Linked DNA regions of Mus musculus: region 1 is linked to region 2. Evidence: chromatin contacts called from public promoter capture Hi-C data. All regions are on one chromosome and are shown on one strand. The core of a region is the stretch at or near the end of the contact, and the rest is flanking DNA. Distances in the headings are between cores, read along the strand shown. Region 1 holds the start of Cdc42ep1 (CDC42 effector protein (Rho GTPase binding) 1). Region 2 holds the start of Cyth4 (cytohesin 4).

Region 1 (5,172 bases), core at 585-3,084, 250 kb after region 2:
ACCTTTGAGAGGGAAAGTAAGGGCTATTGCTAATCACACTGGGGCACTGGTGCTCCCTACAAACAGGAAATGCGGCCATCCTGCCAAAGGAGGAGGCCATGGACAAGTCACTTCACTCTTTCTGCAAAACAGACCCGATGACAGGATTGTCCCCATGGAGCTGTCACGGAGATTAAATGTGATTACACGTGGTATGCGTTAGGTGCGCAATAAAAGCTGAGCGATTTTTAATTGCACCTATGCACGCACATATGCACGCACAGACACCTGACCATAGTTAAATACCCAGGCCCTGCCCGGCCCAGTTCTCTCCCACAGTGTTCCATGAGTTTCTGTGCCTCTGAGTCTTTGGGACACTGTCCCCAATTTCCCTGGGTGGCCCTGGGGGGAAAGATCTGGAACTGCTGTATCTCAGTCTTCTCTGCCTGCCACTGGTGTTCTCTGGGCCTCAGTTTCTCCATCTGTCCATCTGGGAAAAAATGATCCACCCCCTGTCGGCTAGCGTGAGGGTTTAGAGTGCCAACCCTGAAGCACAGCATTCTGTGAGGGAGGAGTAAGAGCTTGTCCTGTCCTGTCCCCCTCGGTCCTTAGGGCTCCTCACCCCTGCAGGGACAGTACCGCCCAGCTCCATCCCTGCCTCTGAGCTCAAAGCCTTTGCCCACAGTCTGTCCAGTGTGAACTTCCTAGGCCCTCTGCATCTCTATTTAAAACTTAACCTGGCTTCCTGCTCCTTTAGGGAACCTTGCTCAATACCCCACTCCCAGACTACCTTAGGGACATGTACTGCCACACACAGCCCCCAGGATTCCTGTCTGTCTGTCGTCACAGAAAAATCAGAGGGTACACGGATGGAGGGGCCTAGGATCTGTCTTCTTGAGCATGGCTGGCTTTGTGCCTTCTTTGAAGTAGTGGGGGCCTCACTAAAGGTTTCTAAGGTGTGACCTCATTTACCTGTTCAGCAACTCTCTTAGTTGTTAGAGCGGAGAACAGAAGATAATGTAATATCTGATGTCTGCTTTGATAACTCCACTATAGTAGGGGTATGTGTGTGTGTGTGTGTGTGTGTGTGTGTGTGTGTGTGTGTGTTTCTGGGAACAGAACTTCCATCCTCTGGAAGAGCATAAAGCACTCTTAACTGCTGAGCCCTGTCTCCGGCCCCATGGGGAAACTGAGACACTTGAAAGGCAAGGAGGAACAAGGGCCATCCCAGCTTAAGGGTCCATGAGATTATCACAGGTTACCCTACACCCCTCTACATAGTGGTCAGCTGTAAAGGCCTCTTCCCCAGAGCAGCTAAATATTCTGCTGGCACCCGACGGGGCTTGTATTGGGTTGCCAGGAATGGGGAATGGAGAAAATGGGAAAGAGTGAATGCCCCACATTTAAAAAAAAAAGAAAGAAAGAAAGAAAGAAAGAAAGAAAGAAAGAAAGAAAGAAAGAAAGAAAGAAAGAAAGAAAAAAATTCCAGCGAGTCTTCTGGTCAGTTCCTCCCGCCCCAGCAAGGAAAGGCTGGAGGCCCAGGACAGGGCTGTCAATCCTGGACTCCCCGAGGTCATCTAAGGAGCAGTGGGCAGCAAAGAGTCCCAGTGGCCTCCTCCAGGCAGTCCGGGCTCAAGACAGAGCGAACATTCCCGAGGTCGCCCCGCCTAGGGGTGGTGGGCAGGGGCCTGGCCTGGCTTGGCATCCCTGCCGCGCCACTGCAGCGCTCGCGGCGTGGCCAGCCAGCCCGGGAGGGGGCGCGGCCGCCGCGGGCGGAGCAGGGGCGGAGGGAGCCCGCAGCCCGCCCCCGCCCCGGGATCTGGCGGCCGAGCCCGCGGCCAGGGCGGCGCAGACCGGCCCAGCGACTCTCGGGTAGCGCTGGGACGCGCCGCCGCCGCGCCCGCCCCTGGACCCCCCGGGCTCGACGACACGAGGTAATCGTGGGCGCGGGCCGGGGGAGTGCGTACAGTCCTGGGCGCGGAGGGTGCGCGGGGCCAATCCGTAGGAGGCTGGAAAGTTCAGACTTCTCGGGTGGTTTTGTCACGTTGCGGGACGGCTCAGGGCACCAAAACCGAAGGGTAACGCAGTATACTGGGACGCGAGCAGAGGTGCCCAGGGCCGTCTGCCGCGTTCCTGCGCGGGCAGCGGAAGGGAAGGGACCCCAGGGCCTCTCGGCGACGCCAGCGCGGGAGCGGGAAGCTGGGGGGTGGGGGGGACGGACGATGGGGACAGGGCACCCTGCCCCCTCCCCAGCTGCATTCCAGGCTGGAGCAGCGGATGAGGTCATCCCGTCCGGTTCCCTTCTGGCCACGGCAGCCGCTGCCCTCTGCCCGCGCCGGACGGGAGCGAGAGACTCTCCCAAAGTCTCTCTTATGAGGTTCCCAGAAGGGAATGTTTCCTGGTTGAAGTTTTTCCTGGACTTCCCATCCCAACTGATTGTGCCCTTGTCCCAACTCGCCAAGTTTGAAGGCCGTTTTTCTACACTGGGAAACTGAGGCTGAGAGAGCACAGCGGTGGAGGGGGGGACTGCCTAGCTTTAACTTGGGGTGCTGGGGCAAGAAGACGTCTTAGTCGGTAGTGTCACACACAATTTAATACCGCCACCACTTGGGAAACTGAGGCAGGACGGTCACAATTTCGAGGTCAGCCTGGGAGATATATAGCAAGACCTTTTCAACAACACACACGTCTTTCCTCCCACTTTCCAGTGGTTCCCTTCTGTCCTACCGGCTCAACGAAGTTCAGAGAAGTCTGATCTGGGACAGTGACTCTGGGCAGTTTGTCTTAGTTTCCCTGTCTTCCACCCCAAAGTGCTGGACTTTGAGGGGATGTCCCTGGAGGACTTCTAATCTCAAATGTCACAAATTGGGGAAAATAGGAAGCAACAAAATCCCGCGGTTTCAGTGTTGCTATCTATCAAAGAGCCACTGTACCCACACTTCCCCTCCGGCGCCCCCAGCAGGCTGTCCGGGAGGTGGGGCTCTGCACACCTGCCTGAGGGTGTGTCTGGGTACTCCAAGGAGCAGCGCTTCTGCTCTTCTGCTCTGCTCCCTCTCTTTCCCCACCATCGGAGTGGCTTCTCTTACCCCACTTCCTTGCCTCCACATCCACCCCGTTGGCCTCTGAGTGAGTGGAGCCGGCCAATGCCCCAAAACTTGTCCCTGTGGTCATTACTACTGAGGGAGCCCTGGCCACGTGCCCAGACCATTGCACAGTAAATATAAGAGTTCTGTGGGGGTACTAAGCCTCACTGTGGCCACTCATGCCCTGGTCCCGGATGCCGAAGTGCAGAGCCTGAGTCCCGTTCCTCTCATGCTAGCTTCTCCTTAGCTACCACCTTCTCTCAGAGGGCAAGGCCATTCTGCCAGTGTTGGTAAAATGTCAGCTCCAGGGTTCACGCTGTTTTTGTTCTGTGATCTGGGTCTCTTCCCCCAACCCCCATGTAAAATGGGAGCCGGGAACCTTTACAGGGGCGATTGCCTGGGCCTTTGAGACACGAAAGGTTCCAGTACCTTAGATCCGGGTCAGGCAGAGCGACCGACCTAAAGGCCAGCAACTGTCTGTGGTTAGCACCACGGGGTAGGTAGGTGGCTGGAATGAAATATGTCCCTTACTCATGAAATGTTGGATTTGAACCCAGGCCTGCCCCACTCCAGGATGGGAGAAGTTTCTCCATCTTCTACCCCCTCCTCCCTTCTCTGGCAGAGGCTCTTAGACCTGCTTTCTCCATGTGAAGACAGAAACAGTAGCTGAAGTTGAGCCAGGATGCTCTGCCTCAGTAGATGGGTGTAGAGGATGCTATCTAGAGGTGCCCAGAGGCATTTGGGAGGTGGCTTCATCACATGGTTAGTCAAGGAGTGATATGGGGACAGGACCCCTCTCCCTGGAAGACACTCAGAAGTTAGAGGATCTGGTGGGGGAGGGTATCTACCACGTTTACACGGTAGGCACAGTGGACCCTTCCACGTGCCATTTTGCTGAGTGAGCCCTACGCTACTCCACAACTCCTTTCTCCACAGACTAGTTTTTATAGGGCTGGGAAACCTGGCCGGCGTTTACCTGCCACGGGACCTGGGTGAGTCTGTTCCCCAGGCCGTGTCAGCCTTCTTTGTAGCCTGAGCCAGCCTTCCAGCCTCAAGGGGGTGTTGGAGACTCATCTGATGACATCATGTCATTGGTCGGCCTACAGCAAAGCAAAGTGCTTTATAACTTCAGCAAACATTCCACAGGGGACCTTTCGGTGCTGGGGGTGCCAGGGAAAGGGATGATTCACAAGTTGCCCCCCCTCCTGGTGTGGGGAGGAGCTAGGGTTGGAGGAGGATCCGGTGGTAGGACGGAAGAGAATGCAGTCCCAAAACAAAGCGAGCTTTGTCCAGTTCTCCTCTTTGTTTTATCTTGTTAGTTAACCTATTTTGAATTTCAAATAACATTATAGAAGGGCTCGCACTGAGAATTTTTATGCTTGCAGGCGGCAGCTAGGGCTGAGAAAATTAAAAAAAAAAAAAAACCAAGCCAATTTTGAATCTCTGGTCTAGATCTTTATCAGCTGAGCAGGTGTGTGGAGGTGACTTGTCCAAGGTCACAGGGTGAGGACTCTGAGTCCCCAGCCTACTCTACCCACCTCAGAAGGTGCCAGGAGGTAGTCTTTGGCGGGAAGGTTATCTCAGCTAGCGATTAGGCCGGCCACGTGCTAGTGCCGGGAGGGAGAGAGGCAGGAAAATCCAGGCGTCGCTCCACCCTCAGCCTGCTCAGGGAAACAAGACTGGGCCCCGAAAGCCAGCGAGGGCTTAAGTGAGTCAGAGGCTCCGAGTTCAAGTTGGGACTAGCTTTTTGGTGGGACCTTGAGCAAGCGTGGCCCTCACTGGGTCCCAGAAAATCAGAGTTCAGTCTACAGGATTCCCAAAGGCTTTCCAACCCCCTAGGGAAGGAGAAGAGGGGACACCGAGGGACCAGCTGAGACAGTAAGGACAAGAGAGAGGGTCCTTGAGGGATCAGGAAGGGTCCTTTGGCACCCACAGGACTCCCCCCACCCCTCCAAAACTTGTTCCCCAACAAGGCTCCTCTATCAAGCTGACAAACAGATAAAGCCCTTTCCCGCAGGCCTTCTCAGAGCCTTGAGTCAACTCAAGCATGTAGGAGCCAGCTGGAAAAAGCCACTTCTGACCGCAGGATTCCTTTTCCAGGAAGCACCTT
Region 2 (5,379 bases), core at 2,534-5,033:
TTTCTTTTTTCTTATGTTTAGTATTGCTTGTGGTGGGGAGGGAGGAATGGGCCCTCACCCATGCCAAGGTCGGAGGATGACACTGTGACTTCTGTTCGCTCTCTCTCCACCTTGTGGGTTCCTAGGACTGAGTCCAGGTCATCGGGCTTGCACTGAGCCATTTTGTGAGCCCCTATTTAGTGTGTGTGTGTGTGATATTGCACACTGGATCTGTGGGCTCTGAGGACAGCACACACACACACAAGTGAAGGCCAGGGTATTTTCCTCAATCTCTCTCCACTTCTCTCTCTCTCTCTCTCTCTCTCTCTCTCTCTCTCTCTCTCTCTCTCTCTCTCTGTTGCTCTCTCTCTGTCGCTCTCTCTCTGTCTCTCTCTCTCCTCTCTCCCTCCCTCCCTCTCTCTCTCCCCCCCCCCCCCCCCCCGCCTTGCTACTTGTGGATCAAGATGTGAGCTCAGCTGCTCCAGAGCCATGCCTACCTCCCTGCTGCTGTGTTCCCCACTACAGTGGTGATGGACTGGTACTGTGAGCCCAGTTAGATACTTTCTTCATTAAGTTGCCCTGGTCATGGAATTTTGTAACAGCAACAGAAAAGTAACAAAACCCATGAGGCTGAATGTGGGTCCTCCTGCTCTTATAAAAAGTACTTCACTAACTGAGATGTCTCCCCAGTCCTCATATTTAAGTCTTTCAAAGGCAAAGGTCCCTTCATCTCTGAGCCTGACACACCTGAAGGGAAGAAAAGTCTTGAGCACGCTCTAACCCCATACTGTCCTCGGACCCCACAGATCCGGTGTGTGCAGCCTCTGCAGACCCAGATTTTGAAGCCCAGGTCCTAGAGACCCAGCACTGCCCTGAGACAGGGTGGTGGCCTGAACCCAGGCCCTGAGTCTAGGATAGGCAGCTAGGCAGCCCTTGCTTCTCCAGGGCTCTTGGGTGCAACAGACACCGAAGGCATGAACCCACAAACGCCACAAGAGCAGCAGGGGTGGGTGCACGTGTGAGGAGCACGATTTCTGAAGGCTCTACCATCTGGTTTTCCATGGCAGCCTGCCACCCCAGCTGACAAGTGTCACTTAGAAGACCCCATGTCCAGACAGGTGTCTCCACAGAGAACAACAGTTGGAGGTTGGATCTCAGCAGGAAGGTCTGTAAACCTCACTCTCTGGGTCTGTAAAATGGGACCAGAGAAGACTTCCAGACAGGACCTCAGTTTCCAGCATTGTGATCCCACGGTGGTTCTCTGCCTGCCCATGAAAGCTAGCCCTCCTCCCCAGATCCTCCTTGGTGACACAGTAGCAATGAGATGCCTGTGGCTTCTTCATGGCCACTCTCCTTGCTCTCCTCCCCTTGTCTTTTCAGTTTTTGAGATAGGGTGTCATGTAGCCCAGGCTGGCCTCTAACTCACCAATATAGCCAAGAATGACTTTGAACTCCTAATTCCTCTTGCTTCCACCTCCCAAATGCTAGCACTACAGGTGTAGGCGCGATGCTCAGGTCTTCTTTCTGGCATCTATAGCCCCAGTCCAAACCCAGTCCTGACGCTCTAGGACTGAGCCAATCAGTCCCTCCTTCAGGAGGAGTTACATATTTACTATCAGGGCAGGGAAGCCATCTGAACTGTGGTTTGCCATCATTGTCCTAGTTGCTGTCTTAGTGTTTGTTTGTTTTCCCTGTTGCTATGACATTATATTCTGACAAAAGCAACTTAGTTTCTATTCTTCTCAGAGCTCAAAGGTACAGTCCGCCATGACAGAAGAGGCAAGGCAGCAGATTGAAGCAGCCAGTGAAATTCCACCCACAGTCAGGAAGCTGAGGAAGATAGATGAGCACACTGCTGCTGCTCAGCTTCCTGTCTCTGTTTATGCAGTCCAGGAAGCCAGCCAGGGAATGGCGCCACCCACAGTGGGCAGGTCTCCCCTTCCTGATTAACAAAAACTAAGATGACCCCCACAGACATGTCCAGAGGCCTGTCTCCCAGGGGGCTCTAGACTCTGTCAAGTTGACAATTTACACTAACCACCCTGATGATCACCCAAGTCATGGTCCCTTTAATGACAGGCACTGGCTCCTCCTACATAATGTAAACTGATCGCCATTGCGGTCAGATGCTGCCCACATTAGCTAATGACCAGTAATCCTGGGAGGGGTCTCAGGGGCGGGAGAAATTCCTAAGGGTGAATTTCGATGTGGCAATGGGGACCTTTTCCCCCAGTTCTCTGTCCCTGCTGTAGCCCACCCCACCCGCAAGCACTAGCTCCCACCTTCCTGCTGCCTGTGGAGGATCCTGTTTCTTAGCAAGTCCTGTGGCCAAACTTGGATGAGAAAGGACAGAAGTGGGAGACACAGGGCATCTGGAAAGCCAGAATGCTGCAGAGGCCAGCCTGCTCCATTCCGTAAACCAGATTAATCCAGGCCTCCAGGGCGCCCCCTGTTGTTGATACATAAAACTGCACCACTCTCTCAGCTAGACTTTGGGTCAAAGACACAGGGTTGAGCTCAGACTCCAGGCGGTGGGGGGGGGGGCACACCCCACTTCTGTGTGTGCGTGTGCATGTGCAGGGCCTTGGCTATGCTAGACAAGCTCTCTACCCATGAGCTATGTCCCCAACCCTCTTCTTGTTTCTTATTTTAAGACAGGTTTTCACTGGATCAGGCTTGAATTTTTAATCCTCCTGCCTCAGTCTCCCAAGAAGCCAGGATGACAGGCCTATACCTCCAGGCCGGAAATGTCTGCATCACTCAAGGAAGGAACTACATGCCTATCTTCCCTGGGTGTATTCATTCATTCACTCATTCATTAGTTCATCCTCACTTGAACACTCCTTTCTCCTCACATTTTACGAGAGACTAGGACACAAATGTGACCTTGCCCTCACTGGACTTCTAAATAGATTGGAAACAGATCAGTGAGCCAGGATGTGCCCTGAATTCCAAAGAGTAAGCGCTCCTCTGACTGAAGTTTCTGTCAGCCATCCCTTTTTCTCTGCAGGATCTGAACCAACTCACCAGAAAAGGCCTGAGAAACAAAGCAGTCAACAATGGGGCAGCTGGGGGGGGGGCAGTTAAAGCCTAAAGGAAAATCATTTTTTGAACACCTACTACATTCCAAGAATCTTACACTGCTCTTTCTACATTCCCAAGGTTGAGTGTGCATACTCTCTTCGGACGCAAGCCAAATGAGACTCGGTGTAATAGGTTGACTAGCCCGAAGTCACATGCACCCTGTTGGTGGTGACACCTGCCTGAGTGGAGATGCTGAGGGTCAAACAACTGGATCTGGCCACAAAGTCACATGGAAGGATTGTACAGATTTGATGGTGAGTTTCCTAGCGGCCCGGGGAGAGAGGGAAATTAGACACTTTGTGAGACGTGGGGGGGGGGGGGGGCATTTCTTTAAAAAAAAAAAAAAAAGCAAAGCCCCTCCCCCATCCCTGAATGACTTGTCTTTTCTCCAATGAGATTTGATTCAGGGGAGTTCAGAGAGGACCCTAGAAGCTGGGAAATCTTTTGGCTTATATTTAAAGAGGTTGCTGGGTAAAGACCCGCGCCCCCCAGAGAAGGTCCATCGTTAGGACCTTCTTCCCCTGTGACTGAGCTTGTGGGGGCCCATAATCCACCTGTCTGTCTGTCTGTCTGTTTGTCTTTATCCACCCACCCCCACTCCCCTGCCCTAGCTCTGTCTTCCTTCTGCTTCCCCACTTTCCAAGTACTCAGATGCCAGGGTCTGAGCTAACTGGTGAAACTCAACTGCCTTTAGGAAGTGCGCTCTGTGTCAGGAGCCTGCGCACAGACCCCTGTGGCCAGGGCTGACTTCCTCCCACAGGGTCTGGGCGGGGCAGGCAGGAAGGGGCCATGACTGGTCCTCTTGGCTACCCACCAGAGCAGCAGCTGAGCTGGCAAGGCAAGCAGCTGGGCCACCTTTCCCCTGGGCTTCAGAATGGATGTGTGTCACACAGGTAAGCGATAGGTCCCAGCCACGGGCCTCAGTCCTTTCCTCCGGCAGAACAGGGAATCAAGGGCAGCCGTGCCCAGAAGGCCAGGAAAGAAAACCTCAAACTCCATGTGCAGAGGTAGGCACCGGGCTAGACTCCAGGCCTCGGGGTCCCACAGGCATCTGAGTGGTTGCTTACCTCCTGGGCTCTGCACTATGAGGTGGATGATGACAAACGAGATAAAAGATAGATAAAACAGGAGATCAAGGACGAGGGAAGAAGGAATTGGGAGTGCTCAGGCCGACGCGGCTCAGCAGAGTTCTTGGGAGTTCCAAGGAAGAGTTTTCAGGAGGGAAGGCCCCCCATAAGGGACCTGGGAAGAATGACTTCTGATGAAGGTGGATATTGTTGGTGGTGACACCTGCCTAGACCCTGTGAGGGCCCTACAGAGTCTTCTTAGCTCCTGGGGTCTGGTGACGTTTGATGGAGGCTGGGGACACTGCCTGAAGGAGTAACATTCATTCAATGAGGCCCTGGCACAGTAGGCCCTGTTCACTCAGTAACCAGGGCGGTGGGTCTGAGGGACAGAGAAAAAGGAAATGGGAGGGACAGGCTGGTGTGGTTCTCAGGGAGCAGAGAGCAGGGCTGTGGGTGGAGCCATGTCCCTGTACCCTCAGAGAGTTCTCTTGGAGTTCTGGGCTCTGAGGGACTGCAGCTGCTGGCTGTCTGGATCCCCAGGTCTATATGACTGGTTCAGAGTGACAGATTCTCCAAATGATACCTAACCCTTAACAGCCAGGCCCCACCCACCAGCACTGGGCCCCGCCCACTGGTGCTGAGCCCCGCCCACTGGTGCTGAGCCCCGCCCACTGGTGCTGAGCCCTGCTCACTGGTGCTGGGTATTCTCCAGATGCTATGCCTTGTTCTGTATTCCAGAAACCGATCAGGTTCTTCCTTCCTTCCTTTCTTTTGTTTGTTCTCTCTCTCTCTCTCTCTCTCTCTCTCTCTCTCTCTCTCTCTCTCTCTCTCTTTCTTATCCCCACCCCCTTTATTTTTAGATTTTTGGAGACAGTGTTTCTCCATGTAGCCTTGACTGTCCTGGAACTAGCTCTGTAGACCAGGTTGGCCTCAAACTCACAGAGACCTGCCTGCCTCTGCCTCCCAAGTGCTGGGATTAAAGGTGTGCACCACCACTGCACCTGGCTCCCTCAGACTCTTTCAACAGCCATTTATTTATGGTCGGGATACAGGGGGCTTTGACAGGACATAATATAAGAAGAGGCTGTGGCTCTGGCCACCAAAGATCTCCTTAATATAACCTCTCCCTTGTCTCTTTGGGTGTTGTGTGTGTGGGGGGGGGGGGGGGCGGTTGAGTTAAGTTCCACAAAGACACAGGGACTAGGCTGAGGTTCAAGGCCAACAAGAAGGCAAAGGGAGACCAGGCAAA

What was found. Capture Hi-C pulls out chosen DNA fragments and counts their contacts.
Region 1: a contact with region 2 is called in a promoter capture Hi-C map of adipose tissue. The contact joins the promoter of Cdc42ep1 here to the promoter of Cyth4 in region 2. A contact is called at or near these places in 19 of 39 promoter capture datasets (3T3-L1-derived adipocytes, the C10 cell line, the HPC-7 cell line and 11 more), 4 of 15 datasets of contacts at CTCF or cohesin (embryonic stem cells, hippocampal excitatory neurons, large pre-B cells and 1 more), 24 of 484 Hi-C or Micro-C datasets (B cells, the C10 cell line, CD4 T cells and 14 more), 17 of 115 datasets of contacts at active chromatin or transcription factors (Th17 cells, acute myeloid leukemia, astrocytes and 11 more) and 4 of 9 other capture datasets (adipose tissue, embryonic stem cells, liver and 1 more).

Annotation. Positions count from the first base shown.
Region 1 is chr15:78,840,813-78,845,984 of GRCm38.p6, forward strand. It overlaps Cdc42ep1 (CDC42 effector protein (Rho GTPase binding) 1), which reads left to right and starts at 1,835. Exons shown (of 3, transcript NM_027219.3): 1 at 1,835-1,913.
Region 2 is chr15:78,593,264-78,598,642 of GRCm38.p6, forward strand. Cyth4 (cytohesin 4) reads left to right here and starts at 3,784. Exons shown (of 13, transcript NM_028195.3): 1 at 3,784-3,956. The coding sequence starts at 3,938. Gm52186 (a long non-coding RNA gene) reads right to left here. Exons shown (of 4, transcript XR_003951538.1): 4 at 5,303-5,379.